Linked DNA regions of Mus musculus: regions 1, 3, 4, 5 and 6 are each linked to region 2. A link is a contact called in public HiCAR-type and promoter capture Hi-C data. All regions are on one chromosome and are shown on one strand. The core of a region is the stretch at or near the end of the contact, and the rest is flanking DNA. Distances in the headings are between cores, read along the strand shown. Region 1 holds the start of Mindy4 (MINDY lysine 48 deubiquitinase 4). Region 2 holds the start of Lsm5 (LSM5 homolog, U6 small nuclear RNA and mRNA degradation associated). Region 3 has its middle 44 kb from the start of Lancl2. Region 4 holds the start of Neurod6 (neurogenic differentiation 6). Region 5 has its middle 26 kb from the start of Gm34441. Region 6 holds the start of Adcyap1r1 (adenylate cyclase activating polypeptide 1 receptor 1).

Region 1 (3,288 bases), core at 26-2,525, 1.5 Mb after region 2:
GGGTGGCAAAGGCCTGTGGTGATCACAAGGTCTCTGTCCCAGAGCAGAAGCAGTGACGAAAGTAATTACAACTGTGCATGCTGGTATGCCCCCGTACTTCCGAATACAGGAGTCAGAGGCAGGAGAATCGAGAGTGTAAAGACAGTCTGGGCTACACAGAGAGTTTAAAGAGAACCTAGGCGCTGCCTGGGCATCACTAGTGCTCACTCATCAGACATGAGTGGACTGTAAAAGTTCCCGTTAGAGAGAAGATGAGGTAGTAACGTCAAACTTACATTTCAAACTAATAGCACATACCTAAACTTCCACCATCTGACCTCAAATCCTTTTCCTTTGTTCCATGCAAACACACACACACACACACACACACACACACACACACACACACACACACTCACACATACGCACGCACACACGCATGCATGTTTCAATCTCAAATTAGTGCCCCTTGGGCCAGCTCAATATGACATCATGTGGAAGCACAGATCCCTAGTGTATAGTCCTCAGCCCCTTTGTGTAAACTACAAGCCAGTGTGGGACTCCTGGAGTCTAGGAAGTGCCTTCCTCTCCTAGACCCCCATGGGGGACTCAAGAGCCTCCCTAACTTGTAAACACTTTGAAAACTCTTCTGGCAGTAAGAGAATTTACATAATTCCCCCCACAAAAGCTCATTCAGCAGCTAGAATTTCCATCATTGATTAAAATGATCAAAAGGACTGCCTGTCCAGAACTTTCCTTTAGAAAGTTCTTTTCTACAGACATGTCCTGTGCTCCTGGCTGGGAGAACTTGCTCCGCCCTGGACACCCTTGCCAATCTGGCACTGCTGTGACAGAGGGGACCAGGGGAGGGCAGCCAAGCAAGCGCAGGCCTGGCTTTGTGGACGTGCCCTTGCATTAGGGAGGGCTGGCTTCTGGGAAATGTAGTTTCCTTGTCCCGAGAAAGGGGCGCTCTTGGGGAAATCTCTGAGGCGAACAGAAGGCATGGAATGCTCCCCCCACCCTCGAAGGTGCAAAGATGCTAATGGAAACCACTGGTTGCCCCCCAACTTAAGAAGATACTAGTGGGTTTCGGAGTGTCCAGACATTACCTTTCTGCTAAGAAACTCCCTGACCAGGGAGGCGGCCACCTCCTCCACGTACAGACTGTCCATGCTGCTAGCGCTGCCCACGAGGCCACGCGGCCGCCTGCAGCCCCAGGCCCCTTAATCCGTTGGGCCCAGTAAAGCGGCGTTGCCGTGGCGACGGTGGCATCCGCGCCAGGAAGAACTCCTCCCCTTCCTGGGAAACAAGCGTTCTAGGAGGGCGGGAGAGAAGGGAGGGAGGAGCATCCTCCAAGCCGCTACTCTCTGCCAGTTGCTGTGCCAGCAGCTGAAGGCGGGACTTAGCCTATGAGTTCTGGGCGCCGAGTTGACTGACTCTGGTTTTTTGTGGTGGATGTCACTGGCCTAATCAAAGGTTCTATTTCTCCATACACAAAATGGGAAACACGCCCTACCCTGTGGTTCTTAAAGTCTGAACTGGCAGGGAAGCAGGGCCCTGACAGTCCACCCTCAGGATTGCAGTTACCTCCCGGGTTCACTTGAGACACAGACTTCAGTGTTCTGGCCTCTGTTATGGCAAGGGCGCTTAGACTCCAATTTCTGGCATCTAGAAACTGGAAGGATGGGAAACTGCCGAAGCCCAGGTCTTTGCCAGTCCCTTGGGTAGCACCTCAACTTTCTCCAGGACTGTACTTTGCCTGTTGCGTTGGTTTGCTGGGGCTGCTATAATAAAACGCCGCAGACTGTGGCTTCAACAACAAAGTTACTACCTTGCAATCCTGTATGTAGCCTGCAAGCTGGTGAACAGGTGGCACCAGGGCTTTTATGGCTCGAGTTCCCTCCCGTTGACATCTTCTTTCTGTGTCTTTACAGAGCCTCCCTCTAAATGTATCTGTGTGCTATTATTCATCTCTTCTTAGAACACTGAACACAGTTAAGTGTTCACCATAACAACCTCCTTTAATGTTACTGTACCTCCAGATAAGTCACATTCTAGATGCTACAAGGCATTAGGACCTCAACTTAGGAACGTTATGCTCTCAACTCAGCACATATCACCCACACTCCTACATACAAATTATTTTCTCTAAACTAATGTTTCTTATTTTTTTCTTAAAATTGTTTCCAGGCAGTGATACTCACAAAATCTTAGGTTTGTATGATTATTCAATTCTGAGAAACCTTAAAACATTTATAAAATTAGAAAGGTATGTTGTATGTAAGATTGTCTCACAGCCAACGGCACATGCACTGTGTCTGGAGACTTCATGGTCCGCTTTGGTGTCCTGAGGATGTCATTGTATTAGGACAGTTATAATTTCCAGGCATCCTCACCGTCTAACCCTCCAAGGAGGTCTCTGCAAACTCACCTTAGCTGCATGTGGGTAAAGTGAAGATAGCAATCAGGAACCTTGCCAGGGGACCTGCTATTTCAGATGTAAGGACACACTAGTAAATGTGTTATCATTTAAAGCGCAAGGCAGACTTTCTTACATAGACATAAGTAAGACAAGAGCTTGCATGTCAAAAACCGGTAATTGCTTGTCTTCGTTTTGTTTTCTGTTGCTGGGACAAAATACTGTGATCCACAGTTGTAGGTTTCAGATCCATCACAGAAACAGGAGCTTGAGGGAGTTAGTTGGTCAGATCACACCCACAAACAAGAAGAGAGCACAGTAAATATATGCATGCTCAGCTGCCCTCACTCTTGGTTAAAGGTGTATTTATTTTTATTCTGTGTGGGGAAATTTGCTTGCATTTATGCATGTGTACCATGTGCATGTGTGGTGCCAGGGACTCAGAAAAGAATGTTGGATCCCCTGCAACTGGAGTTACAGATAGTTGAGGGCCACCATGTAGGTGCTGGGAACGGAACCTGGAACGGAGCAACAAGTACTCTTAACCAGTAAGTAATATCTCCAGCCCCGCTTCTTCACTCTTACACAGTTCAGGATTCCTGCCTAGAGAATGAAGCCACCCACAGTGGGCAGGTCTTCCTGCCTCAATTACCATATTCAAAATGATCCCCCTCCACCAACCTAATCTACATGATCCTAGAGGCTTTCTTCCTAGAAGACTCTAAATTGTGTCAGGTTGACAATTTAAACTATCACAGTGTTTGCAGAAGAAGAGGATCTTGGTGAGTCCCAGCCCAACCAGGGCTACATAGTGAGACACCCTGACTCAAACAAAAACAAAAACAAAAAACAAAAACAAAAACAAAGGAATGATATCCACTGTGAAGGTC
Region 2 (3,513 bases), core at 804-3,303:
GATGGCTCTAGATAAAGGTGTTTTCTGCCATGCTTGTTGACCAGAGTTTGAGCCCCGGAATACACATGATAGAAGGAAAGAACACATTCCTTCAAATTTTCTTCTATTACACATGTGTGTGCACTCATATGGTGCACACAATTCAATGTAATTTTAAAAACAGTTTTAAAAGCTTTTAAAAATTGTGAAGTTTGGATTTGACTAAAAGTCACTAAATTCAGAACCAGTGGATTTAATCACTATGCTATGTCCCAGTGTTCTTAGTCTTGAGGAATCGGGTTTTTGAAGGGTAGCTAACTTTGAATAATTATATTAAAAAATACATCCAAGTAATCCTGACAGCTATTGACACTGCTGTCAGCCAGCATCGGCCTCCAACAAGACTACACAAGTCAGGATAGGTGATCATCTCTGGCCAGGGTCCTGCAAACTGAACATCTTTACCAGGACATTGAGCAGTATCATGCAGTTAAATAGAAAAAAAAATGAGTGAAGACTGGGGTTACTCAGGAAATGGATTTGAAAAGGCAAGTGTTTTATGCTCAATGTGGGAGAAATGGGTATGGTTTAAAGACAAGATCAACAAGAGAAGCTTGGAGTGACACACATCCACTGCACACAATGTTTCCTTTTCTCAGAATGCGGCTTTTGCCTCTTCTCTGCTTACCCATTCTTAGTCACTGTGTGAGAAGACTCCCAACAACTCCTCAGTTCTTCAAGCTGTGGCCAAGGGACAGTGTTTTAACTTGTTTTAAGCACAAGGAACTTAATCCTGACTCTTACCTCAAAAGGATGGCTGTCAAGTGTGTTTGTAATTGCCTTGGGACCTAGTAGATCTGTAAGACTTATAGATTGGGCGTGGAGGAAAAAAAGCCACCACTGGCTTGGAATTGAGAATGGAGCTGAGTTTTCATTGCTTTCCATATTAAATCCCATAGTGCTGTGCACATGAAATGTACTATTTGTCCTCCTTCCCACTCTCTTGGTTGAAGACTTTTCTGAACATTGTTTTATGTATCCAGCAAGCTGCTAGTCAAACAATATTCCACTGATATGTTTTTTCAATGGAGGAATGAAGGGTGCTCATCTCTCATATTTAGGCTGTTTGGTTTTAAGTCTGTCACATGAGATGGACAAAGGCAAAGTATTTATCTGCTTTAACAACAACAACAACAACAACAACAACAACAAAACAAGCACGTAAACGAACAAACAAAAAACACTAGGGCCCAAACTCCGGGCCTCATGAATGCTAGGAAAGTACCCTATAGCCAAGCTACCAGCTAGCCCTTGTTAGTTTTAATTTCTTATTTTGTGTCGGGGTCTAAGAGGGCCATGCCTGCAACAGATGCCTCCTTTTGTCTCTCAAGTGTTGGGTTTACTGGCCACTCCACGTTAAAAGGGGGCTTTTTAATCTTTTCCAATGCAGAAGTGTGATAGCAAGGTTTCCAAACATGATGGAGTCAACATACAGAGTGACATCTTACGGTTGCCTGCAAATTGAAAACTGATAGTGACTTTAATGCCTGTAATAAACCAGACACCTAGAAACGACAAGAAGAAATTAAATAATAGTAGAAGTTTTTTGTTTGTTTGTTTGTTTGTTTGTTTTTTCTAAAAAAAAAAAAGCTTGTGAAAAATGCTGCTTTATAGACTTTCAGTCCTCTGGCCTTAAAAGTACCAGATTCCTTAAAAAAAAAAAAATGAGTAGTTGTTGAGGAGCATGCAGAACGAGTTTATAGTAGGAAATATAAATTGATTTTATTGCTCTGAAGAAAGATACAGGCTTGAAATGCAACCTTCTAGAGGAAAATTAACCGACTCAGAGATCTCGTATGCTGGTCTTCCGGCGGCAAATTATCTCTGAAGTTTAGCAAAACTTGGGGGTACCATAGGTGCCTGTTGGGTTGGTGGCAGGGATAGAGATCCGAACCTCTCTATCGAATCTGTCTGCGATCCATTGGGATCCTCTGGATCTCAAGATCGGCTTTGGATTAGTCTTGTCTGAACCAGCTGTGGAAAAGGGCGGAAGCGCGCAATTTTAAAGTCTGCGCCGGTGTCCTTAGCCACTTCCGGCGTGGCCATGGCGGCTAACGCGACCACGAACCCGTCCCAACTCCTGCCACTAGGTAAAAGTCTTGTTTGGGGAGCGGTCGGGTTGCTGCAATTCCACGCTGGGGGCCGAGGCTGGGCCACCGCCCCTCCGGGCCCGGCTGTCCGGTCCTTGGCGTCACTGGGCAGACAGACAGACCGTTTTGCCTGTCGGTGGTCGGTGAGGGTCCCACTTAGTGAAGGACGTGCTCGGCCTTTTTGAGCTCGCCAGTAAGATGTCATGAGTCGCGCAGTCCCAGTTCTCAGCTTGGCCTTCTTGGTCTCCAGATCAGGTAGACCCTGTATTGGCTTGGGTAAGGAGTGCGCCACGGCATACAATGAATCTTACAATAGAAATCTGGAAACTAGCCCCGTCGTTCATTAATTCAACAAGCAATTCCCGCGCAGTGCCAGAGAACTGTTGAATAATGAACTTGAATTACAGCCATTGCTTTCAAGATCGCACACCGGCACGCATCGTGCTGAGCAATTCTAAGATGCTGAGATGAACAGGTTGGCCCAGGAGCACAGAGAGTTAAGGTTAAGTGAGAGAAGGAGTGACGGGAAAGCCGGTGTCTGTAATAATGCTTCTCCCTTGTCATGTTTTGGGGCTGGTGAGCTTAGTGAATGTGTCTGTGATTGAAAGTTTTTGCAGTGTTAGATATTGTTTATCGGTACAAACACTGATGAAGAAAAACAGTTATGGTCTCCACCCACCTCATGGTGTGTGTTTTCATACATTAATCAAATAATCTAAATAAAAATCACAGTCCTATTAATTGCAAATAAAGAGTTAAGTGAAAGCTAAGGCAAACATTTGTGCTAACGATTAAACAGAGATTTGTGTAAGATGTAAAATTACCGAATGGTTCCAGATACATATGTAGGAGAGTATGGCCTTTTTTGACATCATTGGGAGGGGAGGCTCTTGATCCTGTGGAGTTTGATGCCACAGCATAAGGAGAATGCTGGAGTGGGTGGGTGGGTGGGGGAGCACCCTCATAGAAGCAATTGGGGAGTGGGGAGAAGGTAGATATGGGAGGGGTGTTGTGGAGGGGTAACCAGGAAGGGGGAATATCATTTGAGATGTAAACAGATGGAATGATTAATAAAAGTAAGTAAATAAATAAATAAATAGCAAAAAACTGAATGTTTTTGCTTATCTTTAATGATAAAAAATAATAAGTGAAGTAGGCATTCAAATGTTGGTCGATCTAATAAGTAGGTAAAATTACCCTTTTCCTTCCACAGAGCTTGTGGACAAATGTATAGGGTCAAGAATTCACATTGTGATGAAGAGTGATAAAGAAATTGTCGGGACACTTCTAGGATTTGATGACTTTGTCAGTATCCTTTTTAAAAGCGGGAATGGTGTAGGTTTCTAAAGATGTATTAATATAAGAAAGAACTATAGACAACCGA
Region 3 (3,699 bases), core at 877-3,376, 1.0 Mb before region 2:
GTAAAAGAGGCCTTATTTACATCAATGATAAAAAAGGCTCTTTGCAAATATTTCTTTCAGGGATATGTTCTCGGTTACCTAAGTTGCTCCCCTTCAGTCAGCCTCCACTACCTTCCGGTAGTACTCTGGGCTCTTAACAAGCTTCTCAACGTGGTCTTACAGAGACATTCATAATTCTAAGTATAATACTACCTGATTTCCAGTCACCCATATAAAAAGAAAACTGGATACTTCCTTTCAGGCCTGAGATCCCCCAGGTGCCTTGGCCCTTAGAATACCACCTTGCCCTTGAATTAGCTATCATCTTGCAGCTACATCTTCTTGCAGCGCTGTTTTCTTGCAGCTGCTCCAGTGCATGTGTGGCACCTACCTATCTGGGGACATGGCTGTTTAGACCTGGTAGCAGTGCTATACCAGATAGTTTGTCTAGGCCCATTCTTCAACCCATAGGTCAGGTCTGGCCATGTATACAGATAATAGTAATTAAAAGTACTTTGAAGGTTTTCAGTACCACCCAGATCTATCATTCAATATGGAATTTCTAAAATATATCACTTCATCTGGAAAGGATCTGCCTCTATCCTTAACAAGAACTTATTCCTTGGCACTCTGCTTGTGGCCCTATTTCCTTACATTATAGCTAGTGCTGTGCTGTTAGTTACTTGAAAAGAGTTCTAGATCCTACTCGCCCTTAGGACCTTTTTATTTAAGTCTTTTAGTCTGCAGTGAGTAACTGGCCATGTTTTTAATGTATTAAATTTTCAAATTTGAGCGTCTGTTTGCATGTGTTTGTGTGTGCCTCCCATACATGTGGAGGTCAGCTGACAACTTTGTGATTCATTCCTTCCATCTTGACATGGAATTTGGAGAGGAACTTAGATTTTCAGCAGATGTCTTACCTGGATACCCATTTTGCAGGCTCCTTAATTTGTGGTTTGTATAAGAATGCCTCCCGCAGGCTCATATATTTAAATGCCTGGTCATTAGGGAGTGGTACTTGATATGGATTAGGAGGTATGGCTATGCTGGAGAAACTGTGTCACTGGGAGGGAGTGGGCTTTATGGTTTTAGAAGCTCAAGCCAGGACTAAAGACTCAATTCTCTTCCTGCTGCCTGATAATCTGGATGTAGAAGTCTCAGCTCACTCTCCAACACCATGTCTACATGCCTACCTGCAGCATGTTTCCTATCATGACAGTAATGGACTAAGCCTCTGAAACTGTAAGCAACCATCAATACAATATTTTTCTTTATGAGTTGCTGTGGTCATTATGTCTCTTCACAGCAACAGAACACTGACTAAGGCAAGTTGTTTTGATGACTGCCTAGTTTTATTTGATTAGGGGTATTACAAGGATACATTTGGCAAATTCTGACATCACTCAAATCCCTTTAGGTAGACAGGAAACAAGACCGAAAAGGCTCACTGCCTTGCATTACATCTATGTTAGGCAGGAAAGACCCCTTCTGGCCAACTTCTACCAGGAAAATGGTTGTTTCCAAATCAAAGATGGGAAATCTAATGCTCACTTTCATCTGTGCTTTCCAAATTCCAATAAGCTTCAAAATATCCATCACAGCTGTCAAAACAAAAGATGGCAAAAACAAAAATGTGGAATAATCTCTGAAATAAAACGAGGCTGATGAGAACTCAGGTGGGACAGGAAGGGGGCATAGCCAGAATGCTGAAGGAAAGAAGAAACCTGAGGGAGCATTAACAGGCTCCACCTGGAGATGCTCCAGGCACACGGGTGGACCAGAAGCTGGCTTCTGACCAAGTGCACACTGAGTGGCAAGGCATGGTTCTGGGAGGCGGGCTTCTGGAACCGTTACCTGATTTTAAGGTACTCAATGCTTCTATTAAACATCTTTGTAGCTTAGGGTTCTTATGGCTTTCCCACAATCTCTAGTTCTCTGCTATACTTTGAATTTAATGTGCATGGCCCCCAAGGCCCATGTGTTAAAGGCTAGGGCCACACCTGGTTTGAAATATAGGGTGGTAGAAACTTGAAGAGGGAGAACCTAATGTGAGAGCTGACTGTTCGGGGCACATCTTTGAGGTGGATATTGGAACCTCCCCGTTAAGCTCCCAAAGAACCTTATCTTTATCCTTGGCCATGAGATGAACAGCTCTGTTCCACTATGAACCTTTGGATAATTTAGCTCCTCATCACAGGCCCAAGCAATAAGATCAACCCATCATCATGAGATGAAACCTGGAATACTGAGCCAAACATTGGTTTCCTTTGCTATTTGTTACAGCAATGCAAAGCTGCCTAGTATAATTGCCATCTGAATGAATGGGGAGATGATGTTCAAAATAGAACCTGATGGACCTGGAGAGAGTTACCCCAGTTCCTCATATTTTTGGTTGTGAGCCTAGCCTTTAATAGCTGAGTCATCTTTCCAGCCCATGCCTCTTTCCTTATCACCATCGTGCAGATGCTTTTCCTAGCACCAGAAAAGATATAGCTAAGTAGCCTGCCTCCTCCCTCCACTCTGTCCACATAACTGTAGCCCTGAATCTTTTTTCTTGGTTCAAGACAGGGTTTAGCTGAGTAACAGCGCTGGCTCTCCTGGAACTAATTTTGTAGACCAGGTTAGTCTTGAACTCATAGAGATCCAGCTAAGTAAGGCAGGAGTCTTTATTCTGCCCTCTGTGTCACTTTGTTTTTACTCTAAGGTGTTGTCCTGTCTAAACAGCCCTCCTATCTAATTGCAGAGGCATTTCTTTGCAAAACTGCTCCTATCTTGATTTCCTAGTACATTCAGCTTATAAACAACAGAAAATTTCCCTCAGTGTTTCAGAAGCTTAAAAAAAGAAAAGAGAAAAAAAAAGAAGGCAGGAAAGAAGAAAAAGCTGAAATTAAGGTGCCAGTGGAGATCCAACCCATTGTGCCAGTGATAGAAGCCGGAGAGTGCGAACAATTATAGTGTTACTGTGAATACAAGTGGTCTCCAAGGAATGGCAACCATGTGGACAGAGGAGCCAAATGAGTATAAGTTCTAGTGATGAGAGATGCTGATGGTGGCTACTAGAGTATGAGTCTAAAAGTCCAGAGAGCCATCCTAAAATGCCACGCTGTGTTTGTGTGTATGGTGGTGGTGGTGGTGGGGTCCGCAGCATTGTTTGATGTTGAGGTACTGAACAATCAGGACTATCTGGTAATGTGGGAGGCTTAGGACACTGGACCTCCTGATACCTCTACATCCTCCAAAAGAAGTGGACTTGGGAGGTGCATGGACATAGAAACGCTCGAATGCAGCAGCATCACAATTTGGAGGAGGTGGGAGTGGGGAAGTCTGTGGGAACTTGAATGCAGCTCCCTATTCATACCACTACAATGGTCAAATCTGTCTTATGCCTAGGACTCATAAAAATCAAGTCCAGGAAGCACAGTGTAAGAGAGGGAAGGCAGAGACCTTCAAACCTCTATGGAATCTACAGGCCTGCTGCATAGCACATGGCACAGACAAACAATAGGTACCCTCTTACTGCTATGCCAAGCAGCATGGGTGGAGAATGTCATCCAGCCTACATTGGAAGCCACCACAATATTTGAGTATGTAGCGGATGAGAGCTTAGGATAGCTGGCCCTGTCACTTGTCTTCCATGATGTATTGGTACGGGGGTGATGCCTTGCCCCCACTTGACCCTCACCACTTACAACAGTTGGGAAGAGCTGACCCTGGAGTCAT
Region 4 (3,335 bases), core at 434-2,933, 1.0 Mb after region 2:
TCACATTTAGATGTTGAACCAAAAGCTACACAAAATATATTTAAAACGTCACTAGTAAAACTGAGCTGCAAATTCTAAAATGACTGATGTGACAAGTTTTAGTGTGAAATACAAGCTAGCCCCACTGACCTATTTTAATCTATAAATTAATAGGTCTACTAGTGTTTTAAATTTTTGCTCTTTTTTTTACTGCCTCTTTAAGAGAGATGAAAAGCACTTTTCCCTAGCATCTTTCTTTTGGTCAACCCTCGATCTTTTCTACAACCTTTCAGGAAAGGTCAGGCAAACTTTTTTAAGGGGATAGACCTGAGTAGGGTAAAAGGAGCAGAATTGAACCTGGGTGCCAGTTTGGTTGAATCCAAAGTGTATTAAAGCGGCCGAATTCTAAATCTTTCAAAGGTGGGATTTATAAGGGAAGTGCTAACACGACCTCAACCATGCCAGGCTGCCAGGAATTATACTGGGACCAAGAGCATGCTTTTCCACATTAGAGCCAGAGATTGTGCAACTGTCAAACAATGCGGCTTGTCTTTATTTGTTTGTTTGTTTCACTTTTTCAAAAGTTCACATTTTGCCATTTTCTGGTGTGCCTAAAATTCCATGTCCGTTCGGGAAGGAGATGTCTCAGAGGAGGAGAGGAGTGGAGAGAGAGGGCCCCTAGCTTTACATCCTGTTTCATTAGAAGGGCTTTGCCAGCTCTGCTTAACTGCTTCTGCCCTGCTTCGTTAAAAAGGCACCAGGAGGGGGAACGAGGGAAAAGGAGAAATAGAACAGAACACTGATGTTAAAACAATAAGATACTTAAGTGAATCTGGGTCTAGAGAAAACAATGTAGCAAGGATAAAATTAGTAGGGCAGAGAAAAAAAATAATGAAAGCTCCAAAAATTAAGGAAATTAAACCTTTGGTTTAAAAGAATAAATAAAATGTGCTGCTGCCACATGTCAAGGGGAGAAAAACAGCAGATTGAAGCGATGGTTTTCCTGTTTATTGTGTCTGAAAGGAGAAAGCACAAGCAGGTTAAACACCAGGAGATCAGGGAGAGGAACTGAGAGGAGTTAGTGGCTCAGCGGTGAGCAAAATCTAACCAAAGACTCACTTTAGCTCTACAATTGGTCTGTGTGCAGTTCTGTCTGCATACACTCCCTCTGAAAAGTTGCGGAAAAGACAGCAGCAAGTGTAAGGGAGCATTTGAAGATGTCTTTCACAGACCCCAGATGGATAAACTGATCTTTTATTCTGAAATCCTGAGAAGCAAAGAAGTCGGGAGTAGAAAAATACACAGGCACACACCCACAAGTTACATGCCGTAAAGCAAAACAGGGAAATAAGAAGCCCTTTGCTGACCCCTTTGTCGACCTTAATCTTGGTTTCCTTCAGTATCCAACCCCAGCTTCTAGTTCCCACACAAGGCTCTCCTTCCCTGGTACCCAGATGCACCAGGAGGAGCTGGTGATCCTTGCAAAACAACAACCCCACAAACAACAAAAACCTCTCTCACTCACACAAAAGCCCACCTTGCAAATGAATGGAATATTAACGACTGCCTAACAGTTGCACCATTGGCAGGGCGAAACACATCACTAACACAGCTCTTTCTACAGATTGCCAGTGAGACCCGAGCAGCTAGAAGAGAAACACACCTACTGTATGTAAAAGGCTGGTGCAGATTTTTTCCCTATCAGTCTAACCTCCTGTGTTGATGCATGAATGCTGGTACCCACTTACAGGGATGCCAGATGATCAGTGCAGAATGAAGGTCCCAAGAGAGGATCACATGGCTCTCTCTGCCCTGTGACGTCACTAGCAGATGGCATGGGTACCAGCTCTGGCAGTTGGCATCAATGTCACTTTTTAGAGATCAATGAGATAGTGCAGATACACACAGATCTAGAGGCTCCAGGAGACGATGCGACACTCAGCCTGAAAAGATTTGGAAGATCCAAAATGAAAACTGATTATTGAATGAAATTAAAACCTAAGGTAATATAAATAAAGATCTACTCAATTGATGCTGGCTTTGCATGCAAGTATTTAAAGATACAGTATCACTGTCTTAGAGTATTTCTATGTTCTTTGCCATCTATAAGTTCTTATCATATTTCATTCTTATGATATAATTATCACATACTTTCATTACTATTATGTAACATTGCAAATATGTGTATATTTTGTGTGTGTGTGTGTGTGTGTGTGTGTGTGTGTGTGTGTGTGTGTATGTGTAGTGAGGGGCTGGAGATTGTTAAATTAAAAGTCTCTGTTTTAATGTGCCTATTTGGTTGAAGACTTTAGATGAAAAATATTTGCTGCTTTACCCAACAAAAACAAAAAAAAATGCATTTTAAACACAAATTATTTTCCCCTTTCATTTGGGATTCTGAACACACGTGCACAATTGCAGCCAGAATCCGTGGACCGTCCCTGTCCGATATTAGCTAGAGGGAGACTTCCGTGGCTCTTAGAACAAAAACACTAGGAGCGGAACAGCAGTAAACAGACAATTACATTGAGGGAATTCTTAGATGTTAAAGCAGTCGCAACATTTGCTTTGATTTAAAAAAAAAATGCCAGTAATGTTTGTGAGTTTTTTTCCCATTTGTTTATAGTTTTATTTTCGAATGACTCTACTCCCCTTTCCTTTCCTCGAGGCTGGGAGGGCAGCACTCTCTTGCATAGTTCTTCACTCATCAGGAAAAAAAATCAATTTTAAATTTGATCTGATTGATCTTTTCTTTAAATCTGCATGTTCTACAGTCACTTATCTAAATTCCCAGTTTGAGGTTAACAGAAAATAAAGTTGGGGAATATTTTTTTCTAACAAAACCCCCTCCGTTTGTTAGCTTAAGGGAGAGAGAACACTTTTCGTTTTAAACATTGGTTTCTTTTCTATTTTGTTCTCGGGGGAATTAGAATTAATGAAGGTCTGCATTATTGTGTCCTGCTTTTATTTGCTTTAACTCCACTCCATGTGTATTAAAAATCCAGTTTAAAATCCAAGAGAAATAGAAAATGCGATCGTCTCTAATAAGTATTTTCTTTTATATTTTCTTTTGATAATAACTTGCCTGTATAAATTAAGGCTTCTGCATAGATCAATGTCTTTATGATTGTTGGTCTGTGAAAACTCAAATTTTTTATTTAATATAAGAGTCCTGGAATCAGTCTTTTTCATTCTGCTCTTGGAGTCTTAACGATTTAGTCATCAAATATATTTTGAAGTATATCAATGCTAAAAATGAAAACACTTTACATACTGTGCTGGCATTTTTTTTCAGGTAAATTAAGGTTAAAGAACCATGTTAACACTACCGTTTGACGAGTCTGTCGTAATGCCCG
Region 5 (3,565 bases), core at 106-2,605, 1.2 Mb after region 2:
ACACACTTGCAAATTAAGTTTTATCACTGGAGAAACAAACTACTCCTAATCGTAGGCTGCCAGCCCAGCAGTTGATGGCCAGCAGAAAAGGCCGGTAGCACCTGTGGAGGTCCCTTGGCTCATAGCCTGTGTCAAGGCTTGTTTTTAATCTTATAGTTTTAGTTTTTATGTTTATTTTATTTTTATTTTCTCTCTCTCTCTTTTTAATCCTACATGTCCTTTGTGTATATTTTTTGGCTTGGAGGTTCTTGGTCTCATTATGTTAAGTCGGGTAGTTTTTATTTTCTACATTGCCAGTCATATACATTGGCTTCTGGTTTTTTATGGGATTGCTAAGTGTGCAAACATGTGTGTCTCAGCATCTTGTGCTTTTTCGTTGGCTCTTGTTCTTGCTTGTTTTTTTTTTTTTTTGTTCATACTTTAATTTGTTTGTTTGTTTGTTTGTTTTATCTTATTGTATTTTCTTATTTCTCCTTAGATGTCTATTTGTTTTCTAATGAGAGATAGAAAAGTTGAGAATCCGGCATTCGAAGTAGCATCTGCTGGGTGTGCTCCTCTGCATACCGAATTCTCCCAGGCTGCAGCCCTTCATGACCCACTCCCAGTATTCTCGCGTCCACAGGGAGCTAGTTCCTGCCTTTCCAAGTGTCATGGTTGCACAAGTTTGTCGTACGAGATGGTGTGCATAATCTACATATCTCCCCCCAGATGACTCAAATCATGTCTAGACCTTTGCGCTACTCAGCCCAATGTGGGCGTTATGCAAATGACTGCTGAGTACCGCTTTTCCCAGAAAGTTTTCCATTCGAGGTTTTCTGCATTCACAGATAAGGAGCCCACAGGGACAGAGGAACAGCCGAACTCATTAACCTCCCTACAGACATTAAGCTCCTGGGGAGAAGCCCTCCTTTCTCTCACTTGTCTTCTCCAAAACCTCAGTAAGAAGACAATAGCAAAGCCCGCCGTGAAAATCTGAGGCCTAACCAGATGGATGCAGATGTTCACGCTTACAATTAAGTGCGAAAGTTCTTAGACACAAATCCACGTCCTAAAGGGCTCCTTATGTGTAGTCTCCAGAAATAACTTTTCTGTGTGATCATACAGAAATACAAATGTGTGTGCCGGCGAAGTCCAAAGAGAAAAGCCCTGCGAGAAAAGCCCTGCACGGTGCACTGTGGGTCACATTCTTCTTACAAGATATTTCGCATGTAAGTGTCTCTTCCCAGTGTTAATTATAGAAAATATTTAAGCTTGTTCTTTCTCTCATTATCTCATTACCAGGCACTGTGTGGAAATGAGCCAGTTTCCCTAGACTGGAAGCGCGCGTTACACCGATCATCAAACAAAATGGCCACCAGAGGGCAGTGCAGACCTATGAGTTGATTCCCCCACCCCACTCCAACCTTCCCTCCCTCCAGCCCAAACTCTTTCTGCCAGGAAGAACTCTAGATAAGGGAAACTGCTGGAAGGGGAAATGTTTCCCAGTTCTTGCTTGTATTCTCAAGGCTTCCCGCCTCTCTCTCTAGCTCCTTGGGTTAAAAACCGTGCTCATGCCATGGCCTGTTGTAGGCCTCCCTCTGCTCCTGATGCAAAAGGTATAACCAAATGACAGACTAGGCTTTTTCCACCACCATGCCACCTGAAAAGCTCACAAGGCTGACCTCTAACCCCAACCCCAGTCGTCAGTGAGTGCTGCCTTATGGCCAGGGAGCAATCAGTCACAGGGTTCATGTGCCCGGGCCACTTTGTGAGACTCGGATCTCATGCAAACATCTCCCTAGATTTGAGTGTGTGCTTCCCACCCGAGATGAGCCCCATCTGGTCCTTAGGCACCCACTCAAAGTCGAAATGGGAAACATTAGAAGGCCAAGGGTAGATCCTATTGCTTAAGTGAACCACAGAGGGAGTGTTTACTTATGTCTGTCAAAGATCACAGACCGGTCTGTCCTAGCCCTCTCTCTAACTCTGCAGCCCCCTGGCTTCAGTGGAAAGTTTCTTTTCCAGCAGTGTCCTTAGGGGCAAATAGAAGCTGGGAATAGGAACCTCTTTCCAAGCAGGGACCTCCTCCATTATATAAATGTTTCCAGACCCTTATTCTGAAGCCTGGATCTGCCCACTCCTTCCTGGAGGATTGAAGAATCCAGGTTCTTTCCAAAGAAATCTCCCAGTTTCTATCTTCCCTGGGCTAAGGCCATCCAATCTGGAGGCAAGAGCCTCTGACCTTCAAACCAGTTGCAGAGCGCTTTAATGGAAGAAGTCCTGTGGTTCTGAGCATGTGCGGTCTATCTCTACCAACCTGATCCAAAGAGGACTGTAAAACCACCACCACCCACCCATCCTCCTATAGAGCCACTTAGAAGAGATTTCCAGGTGGTAGCCCTTGGGAGGCCACATGAGTCTACGCTTTTTCTGGGGAGGCTACTCTTGTTCCTACAAGCAAAATGGCCTGCCCATCCAGCCTGAGCAAGGGGTGGCTCAAAACAAAGCTACTCGACTTCTAAACAACGAATACAGATACTTTGTAGCCCAATCATCATGAGCCTTTAACAGCACTTGACACAGGCAACCACACCTGGTTATTGGGGTCCTCCTTCTCAACTCCCCTGTCAATGTACTTTCTTCCTCTGTTGATGGGCTTGAGTCTCATTATCTGTCTGTTGTCAGCTCCTTGGTGGCTTTCTCTGTGTCCCAGAAAAGCCCCCAGTCTGCTGTCTCGGGATCCTCTCTACAGGGAGGATGGATAAAGTGCTTCATCAAAAGGCCCAAAGGGGGATATTAAAGACCTGGAGACAAGAAAATCCGGAGACCCAAGGCTGTGTGGCTAGGATGGTTATTAGAACTGGTTGCTGCTTCAGTTTCAGGGACCACCAAAATGCCAAGCGCACTGTCTGAGAGCACTCTCTTTACTACTGCCTGTGATTGTCAGCCAAAATCATTCTATGCAGGCAAATGGAACAGAGGTGACAGAGGGGTTGGAAACCCTGGAAATGACGACACAGGGACCAGCTGTGGGCAGGCAGATCAACTTTACTTAGGATGATTTAAGGCTTCCATAACTTGGGGGGCTGAGAGATCAGAATATCCAGGGTGGGCAACAGTCACTGGCTGAAGGTTTAAGATACTGAGATAACTCACTAGCCTGGAGAGGCATTCCAGGAATCTCAGGCGCTAGCTGAACAGCTTCTGATCAGGAGAAAGGAAGTTGAACCTGTAATCTGACTAAGGCTTTATGATATTTTGTAGGTAAAGGTTGTGGGGGGTGGGGGGAGTCTGGGCTCCCCAAAACAAGGTCAGAGAAAGTGGAAGCCCAGCTAGCAGGGAAGGGAGTCCTCCATTTTGTTCTGAGACCAGAAGGCTATCCAAACAATGATAGACTTTCATCTTAATTCACAGGGCAACAACTGACAGTGGAATTTGGTTCTGGGTGAGCACTCACTTTGGTGCTGAGAGATGGGAGCACCAGAAATGCCACCCTTAGCTTTTCTTGCATTTGTAAGTTGACAATGCCTCCTGATGATGTCAGGTCTGGATGATGTCACATCAGAACTGCCTTCCACCTCTCCTG
Region 6 (3,496 bases), core at 752-3,251, 1.3 Mb after region 2:
CAGACAGACAGACCCTTGGGGATCTCAGCACAGATGCACCACCACCCATGAACCACTACTGATGGCAGAAAGTAGGAGGGACCACATCTGACTCCTGGTCACACCACACACACTTGTTGATGGATTGGTCAGAAGATCTGGCTCAAGGCCGGCTCCAGCATGTCCTGTCTTTAATTTGTGTGTTCAGAGTTTGGCTTGTGTCCAGACTGGGGCCTTTGCCTGTTCTTTCCAAGGTCAATGAGGAGCAGGAGTCCTAGGCCTGCACTTGGGAATGGGGGCTCCTCCAGCCTTACCTGCCACCATATCAGATGCATCTCAAGGCCTTCTGAGCAAAGAGCTACCTGCTATCCCTGGGCTCCAAAAGGCCTCATCACAGTACAAGTAACCCTTGTCCCAAACCCACAGCCACCCTCCAGCCTGCAGCTTGACCTTCCGAATGGTCTGCCTCAGTCCAACTGCAGTCTGGGGGCAGACTGCCTTCCACGTCCTCTGTATGGGCTCTAAATTCCTACATACCCTCACAGGAATGCACCTGAGCTGCCACAGGGAAAAAAAAATCCAAACAGATGCCTATTTCTCTCTCTTTAGGCCATGAGGGAATTATGGGACATACAGCCTGAAGTAAAGAAAAGTAGTCACAGCAGCCCTGAAATGGACTGAGGAATTAGCCAGACCCCCTCTCATGCCAAGGTGGTCCAGAAGGCTCTGGGTTCCTAGAACTGAAGCTCCACTCCCTAGCAGCGAGGGAAATGCCATCGCCATCCCCTTCCTGCGTGTTTGCTCCTGAAGATCTAGTTCCACGAACTGGTGCCTGGTCCCTTGCTCTTGCTGACAATATGATCCTGCTCCCAGTAGTCAGCTAGCTACTGCAGAGCCTGGGCCTTTAAAACAAACATCAGGGGTCTCGGAGGGGCCCACTACAGCAACCCCACTCCCACAGCGATTTTCCCCCACAGGCCCTGCAGGGCGTTTCCTTGTTAGACCACCAACCCCCAAGCGTCTCTTGGTCAACCTCTCCCCGAGCCCCGGGGAAAGACTATCCTTAGGATAGTCCTATAGCCGTAGGGCTATCCTTTTAAAAACAATGCTAAAGCTTATCTCTATTGGGGGCACAAACTAAATTGATCCCTATCTTATCTCCGCAGCTCATCCCTCAAACGCCCTGCAGACTGTAGAACCGAGTTCCCAAGAGACCCTCCAGCATTTCTTTCCAAATCCACGTAGGCGCTTTGGTCCGACCTGGAGACAGGGAGATCGAGCTCTGGGGGATCTCTGGCCGTAGTGTCATTCGTGCCCCTGAATGCCTCTTTCTGGCACCAGAAAAGGCTGAGACAGCTAGGCCGATACTCACTGAATGGTCTACAATAATGTGCTCCAAGCCACGGTCCGACACTTGGATGGAGCAGAGAGAAGCGTAGGCAGCCCGCGGCGGCGGGAGAGGATGGGCTCCGACTCTGTGCCCCGCGTTGGCCCTCGCTGGCTTTGGGTTTGGCAGAGCACGCGGCTCCTGGAGACCTCTGGGCTGAAGGAGGGGTCCAAGGGCCCCGCTGGAAAAGGGTCTGGCGCTGGGCGAGTGCGGAGCAGAAGGACAGGCCAGGAGTGGTCCTTACCTGATGGCCTCGGGGCTGGTCGGGACTGCTGGGCGCAGGGGCTGAAGGTGCAGGAGGACGCGCAACCCGCGAATCCGCGCCCAGAGCCGCACTGGCTGGAGCGTGTGCGCCGCGGAGCGCGCGCCGAGCCTGGTCTCTCGGTGCGTGTGGCCGCGAGCAGCCAAGTCTGTGTGTCCCTGCGCCGCGGTGTGTGCGTACTGCACAAGGGACCGCGCTGCTCCAAAGTCGCAGCCAGTCGCAGTCGGGAATCGGAGCGAGGCGTCCCTCGTCTCCTTTAGCCCACCCTGTGCCACTCGACCGGCTCTGTCCTGCGGGAGAGGCGCCGCCTCTGCTGCGCAGCCAGGCCCGGGGCCGAGGGAGGCGATAGACCACCGCCTCCCCGGCAGACCTCGCAGGCGGGGGGTGGGGTGCAGGCCAATGAGAGCCCGGGGGGCGGGGTTAGGCCGGGGGCAGAGATGGGGAGCTGGATGAGGACCACCGCGCTGACACAAGCCAGAGCTGCAGCAGGGACCCAGGGCGCGGAGGCGGAGGTAACAGCCCCCCTTTCCCAGTTCTGTCGCAGAGCTTCCGGGCTGAGTTGTGCCTTCCTCAGGGCTCACCACCTTTCTGTCCAACAGCAAAACATCCACTAGAGAAAGCCCTCTCCCTCTCTTCTCTGTGTTCCAAGCCTCCTCTGGCAACCTGCCACCTGAGCAAGTCCCTGGCCCTCTTTGGGCCCTCCTCTGCTCACAGTCAGGGGTCTAGAAGGGATGAATTGCAGGTGCCTATCTAGATGTCCTCGAATGTGACACCCCAGAGAACACCTCTATAGCCAGAAAAGGAGTAGAGGTGCTTACGGGAAGTCTGTTAAAAATAAATGAGACTGCCCTGCCAGCTCTGGGAGTTTGGGTGTGCGGCCTGATGTTTCTGAGCCTCCACTTCTTCACCTGCACCACATCGTTTCTATTTCTGGGCTCATGAGAAGAACAACATTGTGTAGGAACAGTCTGTGTGCCAGTAGCAAACTTGTACTAGGCTCATATATTCACTGATGCTAAACAAATTACTATTGTTGTTGGTGATATGGTGTACTCACCCTTCTTCTGGTACAATTTGATAAGCAGGAGCTTAATGAGCAGAACTCAGTCAAATAAGGTCACAGTGCCAATATCCTGCCACCTCCAGTTTGGCATAACTGTGTCCAGTCACAGCATCCTGAGTTCTTTGTATCCCCATCACTTAGTCTCAACTGGCTTCTGTCATTGCCTGTTCAGGCAAGTTCTGAGCCACCCTTGATGTGTGTCCTTCTGAAGAACCTTCAAGGAAGAAGAGGGAAGGAGAAAGAACTTGAGCCTTTTGTTAGCAAGGTCAGTCTAGCTGAAAACAAAAGGACAAGGAGATGGAGAAGACCCATGAATGGGAGCCACACAGAACCCTAACTGGTAAGACCTACATGATCATTTTACATCCGACTTCACAATGAAAACAGAAAGGCTAAGAATAGGAAGCAACCTGATGCTCCAGAAAGATGTATGGAGTGTCCTATATACAGACAGCAAGTTTATGATTCCCCACTTAGTCCAGGAAGCACTGGTCACCTCGTAGACAGCTGGCACTCGCTTGTGTTCTTTCAGGCCATGTTCCAAAGGAAGAGCAGTGGAGAATATGTCTTCTCTCTTAAGAGTGGTCAGGACCCCCTCTAGGGAGAGTACAGCTAGACGCTGGGCAGAAGTCAGCAGTCAATCAGGAGCAGCTCTAGAACGCACTGCATCTCTCTCTGGTCTGTTTTCCCAAACTGGAGGTCAGCTTCTCTACTTGGCCTCCAGCCTTGATGTAGGACGGATCAAATGAGATGTCACCTGTGAAAGTACTCTGCAAACTGCGAGACATTCAAGGGGAGGCAGGGC

What was found. Promoter capture Hi-C pulls out the DNA fragments that hold promoters and counts their contacts. HiCAR-type assays count read pairs that join an accessible place to other places.
Region 1: a contact with region 2 is called in a HiCAR-type map of astrocytes, with 4 times the contacts expected there. The contact joins the promoter of Mindy4 here to the promoter of Lsm5 in region 2. A contact is called at or near these places in 5 of 39 promoter capture datasets (the 3T3-L1 cell line, hippocampal neurons and liver) and 2 of 115 datasets of contacts at active chromatin or transcription factors (astrocytes and stem cell-derived neural progenitor cells).
Region 3: a promoter capture Hi-C map of the HPC-7 cell line shows a contact between it and region 2, with 5 times the contacts expected there. The contact joins the enhancer-like site here to the promoter of Lsm5 in region 2. A contact is called at or near these places in 6 of 39 promoter capture datasets (the HPC-7 cell line, hematopoietic stem and progenitor cells, liver and 1 more) and 1 of 115 datasets of contacts at active chromatin or transcription factors (stem cell-derived neural progenitor cells).
Region 4: a promoter capture Hi-C map of hippocampal neurons shows a contact between it and region 2, with 5 times the contacts expected there. The contact joins the promoter of Neurod6 here to the promoter of Lsm5 in region 2. A contact is called at or near these places in 1 of 39 promoter capture datasets (hippocampal neurons) and 1 of 115 datasets of contacts at active chromatin or transcription factors (astrocytes).
Region 5: a contact with region 2 is called in a promoter capture Hi-C map of hippocampal neurons, with 5 times the contacts expected there. The contact joins the enhancer-like site here to the promoter of Lsm5 in region 2. A contact is called at or near these places in 5 of 39 promoter capture datasets (the 3T3-L1 cell line, cranial neural crest, frontonasal cranial neural crest and 1 more), 1 of 484 Hi-C or Micro-C datasets (cortical neurons) and 3 of 115 datasets of contacts at active chromatin or transcription factors (astrocytes, embryonic stem cells and stem cell-derived neural progenitor cells).
Region 6: a promoter capture Hi-C map of hippocampal neurons shows a contact between it and region 2, with 3 times the contacts expected there. The contact joins the promoter of Adcyap1r1 here to the promoter of Lsm5 in region 2. A contact is called at or near these places in 2 of 39 promoter capture datasets (the 3T3-L1 cell line and hippocampal neurons) and 1 of 115 datasets of contacts at active chromatin or transcription factors (astrocytes).

The regions. Positions count from the first base shown.
Region 1 is chr6:55,201,370-55,204,657 of GRCm38.p6, reverse strand. Mindy4 (MINDY lysine 48 deubiquitinase 4) reads right to left here and starts at 1,275. Exons shown (of 18, transcript NM_001142781.1): 1 at 1,089-1,275. The coding sequence starts at 1,151.
Region 2 is chr6:56,703,239-56,706,751 of GRCm38.p6, reverse strand. It overlaps Lsm5 (LSM5 homolog, U6 small nuclear RNA and mRNA degradation associated), which reads left to right and starts at 2,053. Exons shown (of 5, transcript NM_025520.3): 1 at 2,053-2,129; 2 at 3,343-3,438. The coding sequence starts at 2,084.
Region 3 is chr6:57,744,333-57,748,031 of GRCm38.p6, reverse strand. No RefSeq gene overlaps it. Among named protein-coding and RNA genes, the nearest start is that of Lancl2, 44 kb to the right of the region's middle. Within about 2 kb of position 2,126, at least 38 of the 459 cell types and tissues checked have an H3K27ac peak or open chromatin away from gene starts, as enhancers often do. A contact at or near this core is called in the HPC-7 cell line, where this site is marked.
Region 4 is chr6:55,679,611-55,682,945 of GRCm38.p6, reverse strand. Neurod6 (neurogenic differentiation 6) reads left to right here and starts at 1,683. Exons shown (of 2, transcript NM_009717.2): 1 at 1,683-1,982; 2 at 3,275-3,335. The coding sequence starts at 3,296.
Region 5 is chr6:55,509,736-55,513,300 of GRCm38.p6, reverse strand. No RefSeq gene overlaps it. Among named protein-coding and RNA genes, the nearest start is that of Gm34441, 26 kb to the left of the region's middle. Within about 2 kb of position 1,355, at least 21 of the 459 cell types and tissues checked have an H3K27ac peak or open chromatin away from gene starts, as enhancers often do.
Region 6 is chr6:55,450,483-55,453,978 of GRCm38.p6, reverse strand. It overlaps Adcyap1r1 (adenylate cyclase activating polypeptide 1 receptor 1), which reads right to left and starts at 2,001. Exons shown (of 17, transcript NM_007407.4): 1 at 1,611-2,001.